Linked DNA regions of Mus musculus: region 1 is linked to region 2. A link is a contact called in public promoter capture Hi-C data. All regions are on one chromosome and are shown on one strand. The core of a region is the stretch at or near the end of the contact, and the rest is flanking DNA. Distances in the headings are between cores, read along the strand shown. Region 1 holds the start of Ankrd2 (ankyrin repeat domain 2 (stretch responsive muscle)). Region 2 holds the start of Cc2d2b (coiled-coil and C2 domain containing 2B).

The links. Promoter capture Hi-C pulls out the DNA fragments that hold promoters and counts their contacts.
Region 1: a contact with region 2 is called in a promoter capture Hi-C map of pre-B cells, with 4 times the contacts expected there. The contact joins the promoter of Ankrd2 here to the promoter of Cc2d2b in region 2.

What each region holds. Positions count from the first base shown.
Region 1 is chr19:42,033,645-42,039,553 of GRCm38.p6, forward strand. Ankrd2 (ankyrin repeat domain 2 (stretch responsive muscle)) reads left to right here and starts at 2,383. Exons shown (of 9, transcript NM_020033.2): 1 at 2,383-2,478. The coding sequence starts at 2,392. Ubtd1 (ubiquitin domain containing 1) reads left to right here. Exons shown (of 3, transcript NM_145500.3): 3 at 1-997. The coding sequence ends at 330.
Region 2 is chr19:40,746,275-40,752,509 of GRCm38.p6, forward strand. Cc2d2b (coiled-coil and C2 domain containing 2B) reads left to right here and starts at 2,543. Exons shown (of 35, transcript NM_001376940.1): 1 at 2,543-2,614.

The sequences.
Region 1 (5,909 bases), core at 1,133-3,632, 1.3 Mb after region 2:
TGCCTGTCCCCACCTGTGAACTTGCTGCTGGAGCACACGGAGGAGGAGAGCCTGGAGCCTCCCGAGCCCACCCCTAGTGTGCGCCGTGAATTCCCACTGAAAGTGCGCCTCTCCACAGGCAAGGACGTGAGGCTCAATGCCAGCCTGCCTGACACGGTGGGGCAACTCAAGAGGCAGCTGCACAGCCAGGAGGGCATTGAGCCATCCTGGCAGAGATGGTTCTTCTCTGGGAAGCTGCTTACAGACCGCACAAGGCTCCAGGAAACAAAGATTCAAAAAGACTTCGTCATCCAGGTCATCATCAACCAGCCCCCACCACCCCAGGACTGACGGACTGACGGACTGACGGCACCAACTCCTAGGAAAAGAGGCCATGGGGGGCCCTGCAGGCTGTGGGGCCCAGTCCTGCCGCCTTCCAGTGCTGCTGTCTTCTTCAGGGGCGCCTCCCACCGCCCTGCTGTATGGCTCTTAGTGAGCTGCGAAGGGACTTGCCCTCTGGGGCACTGGATCCACCAGTGCTCAGCACCCAGGGAGCAGTGCTGCCTGCCACACACAGGCCTTGCCAACCTTGGAGAAAAGGCACATGGCACTCTCCACCACAGGTTGGAGCCATGGGGGCCGTCCTGGCGACCTGTCATCTGGTGCCACGCTGTGCTCACTCCAGTTTTCTGCTCAGGGTTGGAAGCAATTGCTGTCTCCCCTTTATCCCTCACCATGACTCTGCCCTGGGCACAGTGCCAGTCCCCTGGATGGGGAGGGAGCCCGGTGGGCCCCAGGGCTTAAGGAGCTTCAGGTGGGCCTCTCTGCCTCTCCCTGCACCCAGCACAATCTGCAGAGATGAGGCGGGTGGCTGGATAGCCAGGCTTCATGGCAGGGGTTTGCACAGGGCTGTCCCCAACTGTAACCCAGGCAGGGTGGGGTCCGAAGCCTGGTCATAGCCCAGCGGGGCCCTGTGTACAGACACATCTGCATTTTATCAATAAAGCCTTTGCTCCTCTCTTGCCTAGCACATGACTTCCTGTTTCACAGCACGCCAGCCAGCCGGAGCCCAGAGCTTCTGCTGGCTTGGCTGCAGATGGGCACAGCAGAGCATCCAACTGATGCTCCTCCTGGGGGCCCTAGTCTCATCCAACCTCGCTGTGTTCTGTGGGTCCTGAAAAAGGCCACTTCACCTCTGAACACAGTTTGCTTTCCTTTAATGGAGAGATGGTGCCTCCCACCCTGCCTCCTGCAGCAGTTGCTGGGACAATTATGTGTCTGTGTGTGTGTGTGTGTGTGTGTGTGTGTGTGTGTTGGGGGGCGGTCCAGATAGGAAAAGTGAAGGAGCACCCACAGAGGGCAGCATAGCCATGTGGCAACCACCCCACAGGGCCCACATGGGATGCTGTGTCAGAGCGTGGGATGACAAGCTTCCAGAAATGTGCGAGCCAGAGACAGACAGGGCTGTCTCCTCCTGTTTCTTCTGCAGGACTGTGTACATCACCAGAGGGGAATCTCGGGTGCCACTTGCAGTTGTAGAAGTATGGAACATTTGTAGTCCACTGGCAGATTAAACCTAGCTCATAATGACCTCGGGCTCCAGGCTGGGAGTCCCAGGCGAGGAGCTCAAGTGCAGGTCTGCCTTTCCTCTGTGTATTCTCTGTTCTCGGGGAGTGTGACCAGCTCCGCCCACGGCAGTCTGGCATCGCCTAGTACTCGTGAGATGGCCTTAGCTCTGAACTCTGACTTCCTGAGCTCTTAAAACAACACTAGGTTCTGCTGAGGACTCCAGGAAGATGAAACAAACAGATGGACAGGTTCTGTTCATGGCTAATGGACACGCCATGCAGCATAGCCGTGTTTCCCTAGGGCCCATGGGACCCATAGCAGCCACCAGAGGGCAGCAGCCGTTCCAGCTCTTGCTTGGAGAAGGTCTCGGATGCCCACAGGTCTGCTGGGGCTCATACTTGGTTTTTCAGGCTCCCCTGCCTGGCACAAGCTAGACAGCATTTCTGGGCATCCAGCAGGTGGCACTCCAGCCAGACCAATGGCAGCATGTAGGTCCTTTGCAGCCCGTTCACCCTGGCTAAGACTTAGCCAGTTCCCAGCACTGAGGACACACTGGACAGGCCTCTTTCCCGCAGCTGTCCTTCGGGGCGGTGTGCCTTCTGGCTCTGGTAGGCCAGAGGTTAGGGGAGGGGCAAGTTCCCTGGCCTGGACAGTGGCTTCCCATGCTCCCTGGGGCTGTCCGAGGTGAAGGTGACAGGTGGGGGAGGCAGGTGGAGAGTTGAGCTAGTAAGCTCATGACAGATGGAGAAACGAGCCTGTGAGCTAATGACAAAGGCGCCCAGTGGGCGGGGTGGGTGCTTGGGCCTATAAAGACCCCATGCCCTGTGGCTTGCAGAAACAGTCATGGAGGGTACCATGGAGGGGCCCGAGGCGGTGCAGAGAGCCACAGAGCTCATCGAGCAGCGGCTTGCCCAGGAGGAAGAGACTGAGGTGGGAGCTGAGGTGAAGGGTGTCGGGGAGGGAGGGAGGGGGGCCTCAGGGTTAACGGTTGGTCCATCTGTGCTGTCATGAGAAGGGAAAGTCGGCTGCTACCTGGGTCCAGACAACATGCTACTTCCCAGGGCCCAAGCGGGATGTTCCTAACATGGTTGTGGGTGGTGGGAGATGGGGCTTCAGCCCCGCAAACAGGCACTTGGAGGGGGCAGGCCTTCCCGAGACCCTGCCCACTCACCTGGGCTTCAAGAGATAGACTGGACTGGACAGAGAAGACAGATGAGTATTCTCTGGGAAAACCAGAAAGGTAAGGTCCTGACACACACACACACACACACACACACACACAGAATGTCCCCTGGATGCCAGGGCTGGTTGCTGCGGGAGAGCAAACTGACAGGAGTCAGGAAAGGAGATGGGGAAGGGCAGCTGGGACTTAGCCAGGACTGTTGGCAGAGGCCTAATGCACACACGGGTACGTTTTCTCTTGGCTAAGTTAAGTGGGGCTGGACTACTGACTGGTCCTGCTCTACATCTTATTCAAAAACAGTTGAGCCAGGTGTGGTGGTACAATCCTATAATCTCAGAGGTGGAGCCAGCCTGGGCTACATGGTGAGATTACCCCCCCCTGGGGTGGGGGTAGAGGACCAGGAGCCTAGAGTCCAGTGCGTAGGGCGAAGGTGGGCACTAATTGTAACCTTTTATTTGTATCATCAACTAAGAAGAAGGCAGAGGGCAGAAACGGGCGTATGGAAAATGGAGAGTAGTGATGAATGGGTGGGTGAGCCCTTCTGGTCCTCTGGGACTACTCTGGTCAGGATGGAGTGTGAGCTGGACCTTTGGGATTAAGAAGTGTGGTCGGGATGTGGGGAGAGGTACTTGAGGCTAAACAGCAGATAGATAAAAGTGGTCATGAAAATGTGTGACAGACACCAAGAGCTGGGGCTAGAAAGAGGGCCAAGGACAAACCAGAGAAGACCAGGTAAGAGGTGCAGGCTCCGTGAGCAGTGAGGACCACTGACTGTTAAGAGTGCTGTGCCACTGTCTGACCTGTTATAGAGCCGGTTCTGATGTTGCTGATGTTATTAGAGGGGGAAGGGGGAGCCTATCGGAACTCAGAGGCCCCCATCATTTAAGAGAAGTGATGAGCTCAGATTTATCAAGGGGAGTGTGGACAGCAGCCGAGCATCCCAGGAATCTCGCTCCTCCCTCCCCCGAGAGCGTGTGCCCATGGCTGCTGCTGCTGGACAGGAACGTCATCTGCTTGTCATCTCTGGAGTGTGGCCACAAGACACTGGAAGCTTCTGTGAGGGGACACGGTCCTCCCCCATCCATTCATCTAACAAATATAGCCACAGGGCTGCAGGGCCACAGGTACCCACAGTGCCAGCCTTCTCACCCAGCTCCTCTCCCTGCCAGCGTCTTTACAAGCATCCTCTCTAAGCTGAAGTCTGTTCTGTGGAGTCAGGTGGGAGTTTCCTTCTTACTCCGGACCTGCATTCGATTTCATAAACATTCAATGAATGCAAACTCTGCCAGCCCACCAACAAATCTGAGAGGAGTCAGAGTAAGAAAAGGGCAGCACTAGAGTGTAAATTCCTCCTGTATTGGAAGGAATAGAAGGCAATAGATTTGCTGCTCACCAGGTAAAGTCTCCATTAACTAAGAACTACCGGATGGGCAGAGATGCTGCGTCTGTGTGGCCATTACTCATTCACTTGTTCATCGTCTGTTTGATTAACAAGTGTTAAGTGAGCAACTACTCCATGCCAGGCCCTGTCACAATAAATGCTGGAAACAGCAGGTGATTAAGCCCAAATTCCATCCCCCTGATGCTCCCTCATAATCCAGCCAGACTCCCACAAGCTAGTTGTAGCCCAAGGTCATCTCTTTTTTCCTAAAGGAAGATGCCTGAGAACAGCCCTGGAGACTCCAAATCATACAATCCTACAAACCTGCCAGGTTGTGTAGTCAGAAGTCTGGCAAGAAAGGCAGTCAAGGGACCACCAAAATAAACACTGGGAGAGAGTTTGATAGAGCGTTAGACTGTCCTGTGAAGCCCTGAGTTCTAGCTCAGCGCTACGAAAAATCAAAGTAAACGGGAAACATCGGAAATAAAACCTAGAACCTTCCCTGGGAGAGGCTAGAACCAGGGCTCTGTGGGAATGGGCAAGGTGCCTGGGCCACATGAGGGGCAAGTTCTCCCCAGCTGCCCTCCTGCCTGGTTATCCTCAACCTGGGCACATATGTCTACCCACGCTGCTTAGGAGACGCTGGGGAAGAAGTGCCAGAACATCACTAAGACTGAAGCAGTCTGGGAAACCAGAGCTTCAGATGCAGAGAGGAGGCTCGTCATACCAAGACCACGTGACCGTGAAAGCCAGAAGCTGCCGCTCTACCCAAGCTCTGGATATTCAGAGCCGAACGTTTCTGAGAAAAATGCCGTATCTAGCATAGAACTACCAAGCTTTTATATCGCCGAAAGGGCTGTTGTTAGGGGGAGAAAGACGATGGGGCTGGGGACTGTAGCTCAGTGGTAGAGCCCTTGCAAGACCTAAGTTCAATACCTGGGGCTTGGGGGACACCAAGACCAAAATTGCCATCTCTGGTCACAATTATCTCATCAAAACGATTTTTTTTTCCTAATTAGACCCCTGTATCCTTAGGTTCTACCTCTACGGACTCAACCAACCACAGACGGAAACTTTCTTACATTTTGGCTTTGTGTTAAATTTATGTGTGTGAATATTTTTGCCTGCATGTATGTCTTGCATTACATGCATTTCTGGTACCTACAGAGGCCAAAAGAAAGGGTTGTATCCCCTGGAACGGGAATTACAGATAGTTGTTAGCTGTCATGTAGGTGTTAGGAATCAAACCTTGTTCCTCTGGGAGAGTAGCCAATGCTTTTAATTCCTGAGCCATCTAACCCTATGGAAATATTTAAATTTTTTATTTGTAATGAACATGAACAGGATTTTTCCGTCTTTATCCCTTAAACAATAAAAACACTCACATTGTTTTAGTCACTATATATAATATTGAGGTTAAAAATATACGGGACTGTGTATAGGGGTCTTAGGGTTTTACTGCTGTGTACAGATACCATGACCAAGGCAACTCTTATAAGGCAACATTAAATTGAGGCTGGCTTACAGGTTCAGAGGTTCAGTCTATTATCATCAAGGTGGGAACATGGCAGCATCCAGGCAGACATGATGCAGGAGGAACTGAGAGTTCTACATCTTCATCTGAAGGTTGCCAGCAGAATACTGGCTTCCAGGTAGCTGGAACTAGGATCTTAAAGCCCACACCCACAGTGACACAACTACTCCAACAAGACCATACCTCCTAATAGTGCCACTCCCTTGGCCAAGCATATACAAACCATCACAGTAAGTATATATAAAGAAGTATGATATTTTATA
Region 2 (6,235 bases), core at 1,293-3,792:
AAATAAGTTCTGAATATTTAGATTTGAGAGAGAGGCCCCAGCTTTAATTCACTCCACGCCTGCTAAGGACCCATGGTAGCATTCTGCTTTGTTGCAGGACAAATCTTTGCTGTGACATCACCCCGTGTGCTACAGTTTGTCCCTGTCATTGTAAAACTCTGGCTTTGTCACAGAAAAGCTTTAAGAAATGGACAGATGGACAGGGGTCAGGACAGGCCTGCCTAGACTTGAAGATTCTGGTTCTGCTGGACATGGATGTAATGTGGGGGGGAGGGGTGGGGGGGATACGTCTTCCATGTGGTGACACTGTCAGAACAGAGCTAGTACCTCAGATGTAGTGGTCAATATTAGCTGTCAATCCGACAGGGTCTGCAATCTCCTAGGAGACAAGCTAGTGAGAGACCGTCTAAATGAGGCTCACCAGTTTTCTAGATAGGGTTAATTGAAGTGGGCAGGCCAACCCTGAGTGCAGGTGGCAATACCGTCCTATGGATGGCAGCACTGGGCTAAACAAAAAGGCTTTCTCTGTGCACAGAAGACACTGTAGACGACTTCTCAGTAACTATTGCTGCCTTGGATGATTGCCTGCCTGCCTGCCTGCCTGCCTGCCTGCCTGCCTGCCTGTGCAGATGTCTTTCTAATTCTTTGCCAAGAAATTAAAAATGTTCTATGAAATCTGATCTGTAGCTAGAGCAGTTAAAAAAATATATTATAGCCTGAATCAAAACAGTTCTGCATGTGAGATTAGACCACTAGTTTGAAATATCTACTGGATGTCAATTCTTACTCCGACTCCCTCCCCTCTGATAGGAAATGCTCTTTAACCTTGAAAATATTTAGAATTCCTCAACATCTGTTCGATAAACTCTTTGGTAGGAGATCTTGAATCCTACATTATCTTGACTTAGGTATTTGGACCCATATACTTAATGCTTAGGTATAATAGCAATAATACATTGTAGCACACACACACACACACACACACACACACACACACACACACCATGTGTACTTTTAAAAAATGCATAGCACTGGTTGATAATCCTGGAAATTAAATGTTCTTAAAGTTCATCATATTCTGTGATGCTTGCAACATGCAGACATTTCCCATTTAATCCGTGACATCAGTATGTAAGGGAAACACTCTTGACTCTGCTTTCTGACTCTGCTGTTGGACTGTAGAGATGGCCTGGCCCCTAAGGGCTAAGCTCACAACCCAAACGACAAGAATCTACCACCATTGCTCTTAAATTGCTATACCAGATGAGCCCTAGACAACAAGGATTTTATTTGGAATGAGAATTTGTCCAAATAAATTTTGAGGCGTGGACACAGTTAACAGTAAGTCGTTTTTTGTTTGTTTGCTTTTTCAGATAATGAGGCAAGTGGAACTTCTGAGTTCGTTCCCTTGTGCCGCAGGGTCTCTACCTCGCCTGGGCAGTCACCTTTGCAGCTGCTCTATTTCCCTACGTCCCTTTTCTCGAGGCCCGTTAAGTTTTAAAGACCTCCTAAGTGTCTTCAGAATCTCAGGCTAACGGCTCAATGGGGCGGACACAGAAAGAGGTTCATAAAAACAGCATATTGGAATGAAGGGACACACATCACTGTGCTCAGCCCCACTTGCAAACTCCCAACTGTATCAGTTCTGTTTAGGTCATCATTATTTTAACAAGGAACAAAGAGGCTTGCAGGGTGGGGACATACCGCTGTTTGATTTGTTTATTCATTTACTGCCTGCGATGGTGCGTTCGTGGTGTAGGTCGGCTTGCGGAGGCCACAGTGTGACGCTGGTTGTCTTCTGCCATCATACTACACTTTATTTGCTGAGACTTTGCTCTCTTCTGGAACCCAGAGCTTGCCCTGGGGGATTCCTGCGGCTGTCTCCACACTTGCCTGGCCTTACGTGGGTTCAGGGAATCTTAACTTCACTGACATTACAGTCTATGTGCTGAGCCATCTCCCCAGCCCCAAACTACCACTACTTCTCCTTCATAGATTTATTTTATTTTTAATTATGTTTCTATGGGTGTGGGAGGATATGTATATGTGTGAATGCAGGTGCTAGCCAGGCCAGAAGAGGGCATCAGGAGTTACAGGCAGGCGGTTGTGGGCCACCTAACTGGGTGCTGGGACGCGGGCCTCTGTAAGGGCAGTAAGTGCTCCTCATCGCTTGCTCTCCAGCACCCAGCCCAAGACTTAAAAGATATTAAATTTGTGACACGAATTGCAAGCTCTGAAAAAAAAATTGTTTGCACTGAGGGCTGTGGCATGGGGCCAGACACCAGTCTCTTGAAATGAAAAGCATCCACACTGCGCACCCGCTCTCCTGTCCCCTCTCCGTGGCGTGGCGCATGCAGTTCTTAAGCCGCCACTAACCCCCACCCCAAAGGGAGGGGCAAGAGAGGCCCGAGGGATGCGGGGGGGGGGGGGAGGGTTAGCTCAGGTGCACGAGGAGATCTCATGCACTGAGGCTGGATCAGAACCAGATGGCTGGGGAGGGGAGGGGCAGAGGGCAAAAACGCTCGCACTGCGCATGCTCTTCGGCTGTAGGCGTTGATAGCTGCTCAGGATCTGTCTTCACTTCCCAGACGCATCGAAAAGCAGTGTCCATCAGGTGAATGTCTTATCTCTCAAGGTCCCCATGACGGTACCAGAGTACACTGGGGATGCACCCCTCCTCTGTGCGGAATCCTGGGGCTGGGATAACAAGGCAACTAGGTGAAGTGGCAAGAGAGGGCACGGAACCGCGCCACCTGCCAGTCATCCCGGTTTTAGGAATAGGGGTGAAAACGTGTACATTTCACAGCTTCGAGGTCAGGGAGGGGTTTGGATTAAGTTCCGGTCAGAAAAATATTTCCTGAGTGGAGGAGGCTGGGCGGCTGGAGTTGAACTCTTTGCTAGGGTAAGCATTAGGACAACACCTTAGAATCAGCGGAACTACTTCAAGGTAATTTACTTCAAGCGGAACTTACTTCAAGGTAAGTACTGACAGAAGGCAGGTACAAGAGCTAGGAGAAAGTCCCTAGAAGACTACAGGATGCGAATTAGGCTCGAAATGTGGCGTGCAGTCCATTGAGAAAAGTTACAAAACTCAAAGCAAAGTGATGACCAGGAAAAAGCAGTCTTGCTTCACCCCTAGGTGGCAAGTGTGGCCCGAGGGCCCTCGCACTGAGAAGGGCCTCAGGGTTTCTCCAATTGAGACTGGAGTCCAGACCCAGAGATGGCTCTTCGACCTAGAATATAAACAGCACAGGACTCTCGCCAGTTTCACTAGACCCGGTGTCCGTGCTCCGTCGGTAATCCAGTGCACTCTGATAATTCTCAAGATCAGTTTCCAGGTAGCATCATTACATTGCCTTGGGTGTGTTAGATACAAGCCTTCAGTCCATAGGACAATCTGTGTCACCTGCACGCCTTCCTCAAACCATGCTGTAGGGCTTTGAGGGGGCAAAGGGGCAGAAGTGAAATCTTCTTGGTCTTGAGAGCACAGGGAACTTGGTTTTGATGTTTCCCAAAGATACCAGTTTACAGTTCAGAAGGTTTCTTTTCGGGCCATGCATGCATTCCTTGGGTCCTCCTGTCTCAGCTTCTCCTGTGTTAGGATTTCAGACATGCATCTCCAGCTGAGCCTGGGCCGAGATTCCCACTTCTTGATTTAGGGGGAAAAATCACAGATAAGTAAAAGATAAGAATTTCTGAACCTGTCAGGTAGTAAAATATCTGAGGGTCCTGATGCTTATTAAAGAATATGGCTGGTGGGAGGCTTTTGTTAAATTCTGCTTTTTCTGTAACCTGCTCCTAAAGGATAGTTGATGCTATGTGTTTAGTGGATTTTTATTTGGACAAAATGCAGCCCACTGTTTGAATTTTTATTGGAATATATTTTTTTTGGCACAACGTTCTAGCTCAAATAAAAGAAATTCTGAAGAACGCGACATAAGAAACACAACTGTCTGCAAGCATAACAGAGTATCATTAATAGTGTCAGGGATTGGTGCTTGCCCCGTTGGCTGGGTCTCAAGTTGGGACAGTTCTTATTGGCCATTCCCTCAGTCTCTGCTCCATCCCTGGGGCCTACATTTCTAATAGACAGGATAAATTTGGGGTTGAAAGTTTGGTGGGTGGGTTGGTGTCTCTAATGGCTCCACCGGGGTTCCTGCCTGGCTAATGGGAAGTGGTCTTGTCAAGTTCCATATCCCCAAAGTTGTGAGTCACAGCTAAGGTCACTCCCATTGATTCTTGGGTGCCTTTCTTATCCCAGTTCTCTGTCTCTCTTGGAGATGCCCCCTCCTCCTCATCTCGTCAGTTGCAGAGTTTATTTGCCTGTACGAGGGATATGTTCTTCTAGCTGGGCTGCCTTGTCTGGCCTCAGTGGGAGAAGAAGCTCCTAGCTTTGCAAAGACTTGAAGTGCCAAGGTAGGGGGATACCCAAGGGGCCCCCACCTGCTCAGAGGAGAGGGGGATGGGATTGGGGAATTAGGGGAGGGAGGCGTGATTGTGATGTAAAGTAAATAATTAAAATATTAAATTAAAAAAAAACAAAACTAGAAGTGTCGAACTGTATGACAGTGGATCCACTCAGCGAAAGAGGAAACCTACAGCCACACTGGACTGAAGTCTGTTCTAAGCAAGAACAAGGGGACATTAGTACATTTTAAGAGGTCCAGTAAGAACCCACAGAGAAGCAGGCCAGCCTGGTGGACAGAGTGAGTTCCAGGACAGCCAGAGCTGCACTGAGAAACCCTGTCATGAACAAACAAACAAGCCCAGGGAGAAACATATTTCTGGAATCACTGTTAGCTACTGAGCCATCTCTCCCTTCCTAGCATTCAGGGGTTTCTAAGTGGCAGCCAAAGAGTAAAACCTTTTACTAATACATTTGCCATCTGCTTGCTGTGGATCAAGAACTCTGGCTTCACTTGTGTTTTGGCACTGGACTTGTAGGGCATCTGATACAGAAATCGTTAATCCCCAGTTTCCTTACCCTTTAGAAGAAGGTTTCATTGCAAAAATTAATGACAATATTCTGAAAGAGAGGGTTGGCCTTCACTCACAAGCCAGCTTTGTAACAGAGAATGTCAAACTGTAGGAGTATAGCAGATATGATTTTCATCCAGCTCTGTCTTGTTGATAACCATCTGTTTATTTATCTTATGTCCTTTGTGGACTATAAATAGGCTAAAGACAGCTTTAGAGCTGTAAAAAAAAGTTTAATATTTTGAGTGCTCTGTTTTATTTTAATAAATCATTAGAGTTTTGTTATGCAGAGGTTGTTTTCTGTGGTTTATGAACAAAATTTGTAGAGGCACCAGAAACCAGGTATTTGTTTGAAGTTTATTTTATTGTGTGTTTATTGGTGTTCTGAGACAGGGTCTCCTCATGAAGAACAGTTTAGGACCTTCCTGCTTCAGCCTCCTTGATGTTAGAATTATGGGTGTGAAGCATCATGGTGGGCTTGGGGTTCATTTTAGAAGATGTTGGAGATCAAGAAGTATAGTTAAATTAGGAACTGATTTTTGTCATCTTGTTCCTGCTGTGTTTTATCTTGGCACATAAGCAGGGAGAATCTTAAGTGTCCTTAAGCCAATCATTAAAATGTCCCATCTACTAATTAAGAAAAAAAATCTAGCTAACTTGGACTTGACTCTTTTCTATTCCAAATCTACTCAGTAGTTTTACACCCTGTCCAGTCCTCTTGTCTCATATATGTCTGCTGCCAATGCTTCATTCACAGGTCCATTTCTTTTTGTTTCGTTTTGTTTTTCTTGTTTTGTTTTTTCGAGACAGGGTTTCTCTCTATAGCCCTGGGTGTCCTGGAACTCACTTTGTAGACCAGCCTGGCCTCGAACTCAGAAATCCGCCTGCCTCTGCCTCCCAAGTGCTTGGGATTAAAGACGTGGGCCACCATGCCTGGCTTCACAGGTCCATTTCTAAGTGCAGTTCTCCAGTATTGCTTTCTTGTTTAAACCACAGCTGCTGTTTATCATTTTATATAAAAACGTTAATTATTTTTTTTACATATATAAGTGTTTTGCCTTCTTTAAATATGTGCACCTCTGGCATGCAGTGCCTGTGGAGGCCAGCAGATCCCTGGAACTGGAGTTACAGAGGACTGTGAGCTGCCATGTGGGTGCTGGGAATCGAACCTGGTCCTCTGCAAACGTAGCAGGGCTTTTAACCTTTGGGCCCCTCTGGTATGTGTTATTAGGACTATTAAAAGAGTTCTGCCTCTGTG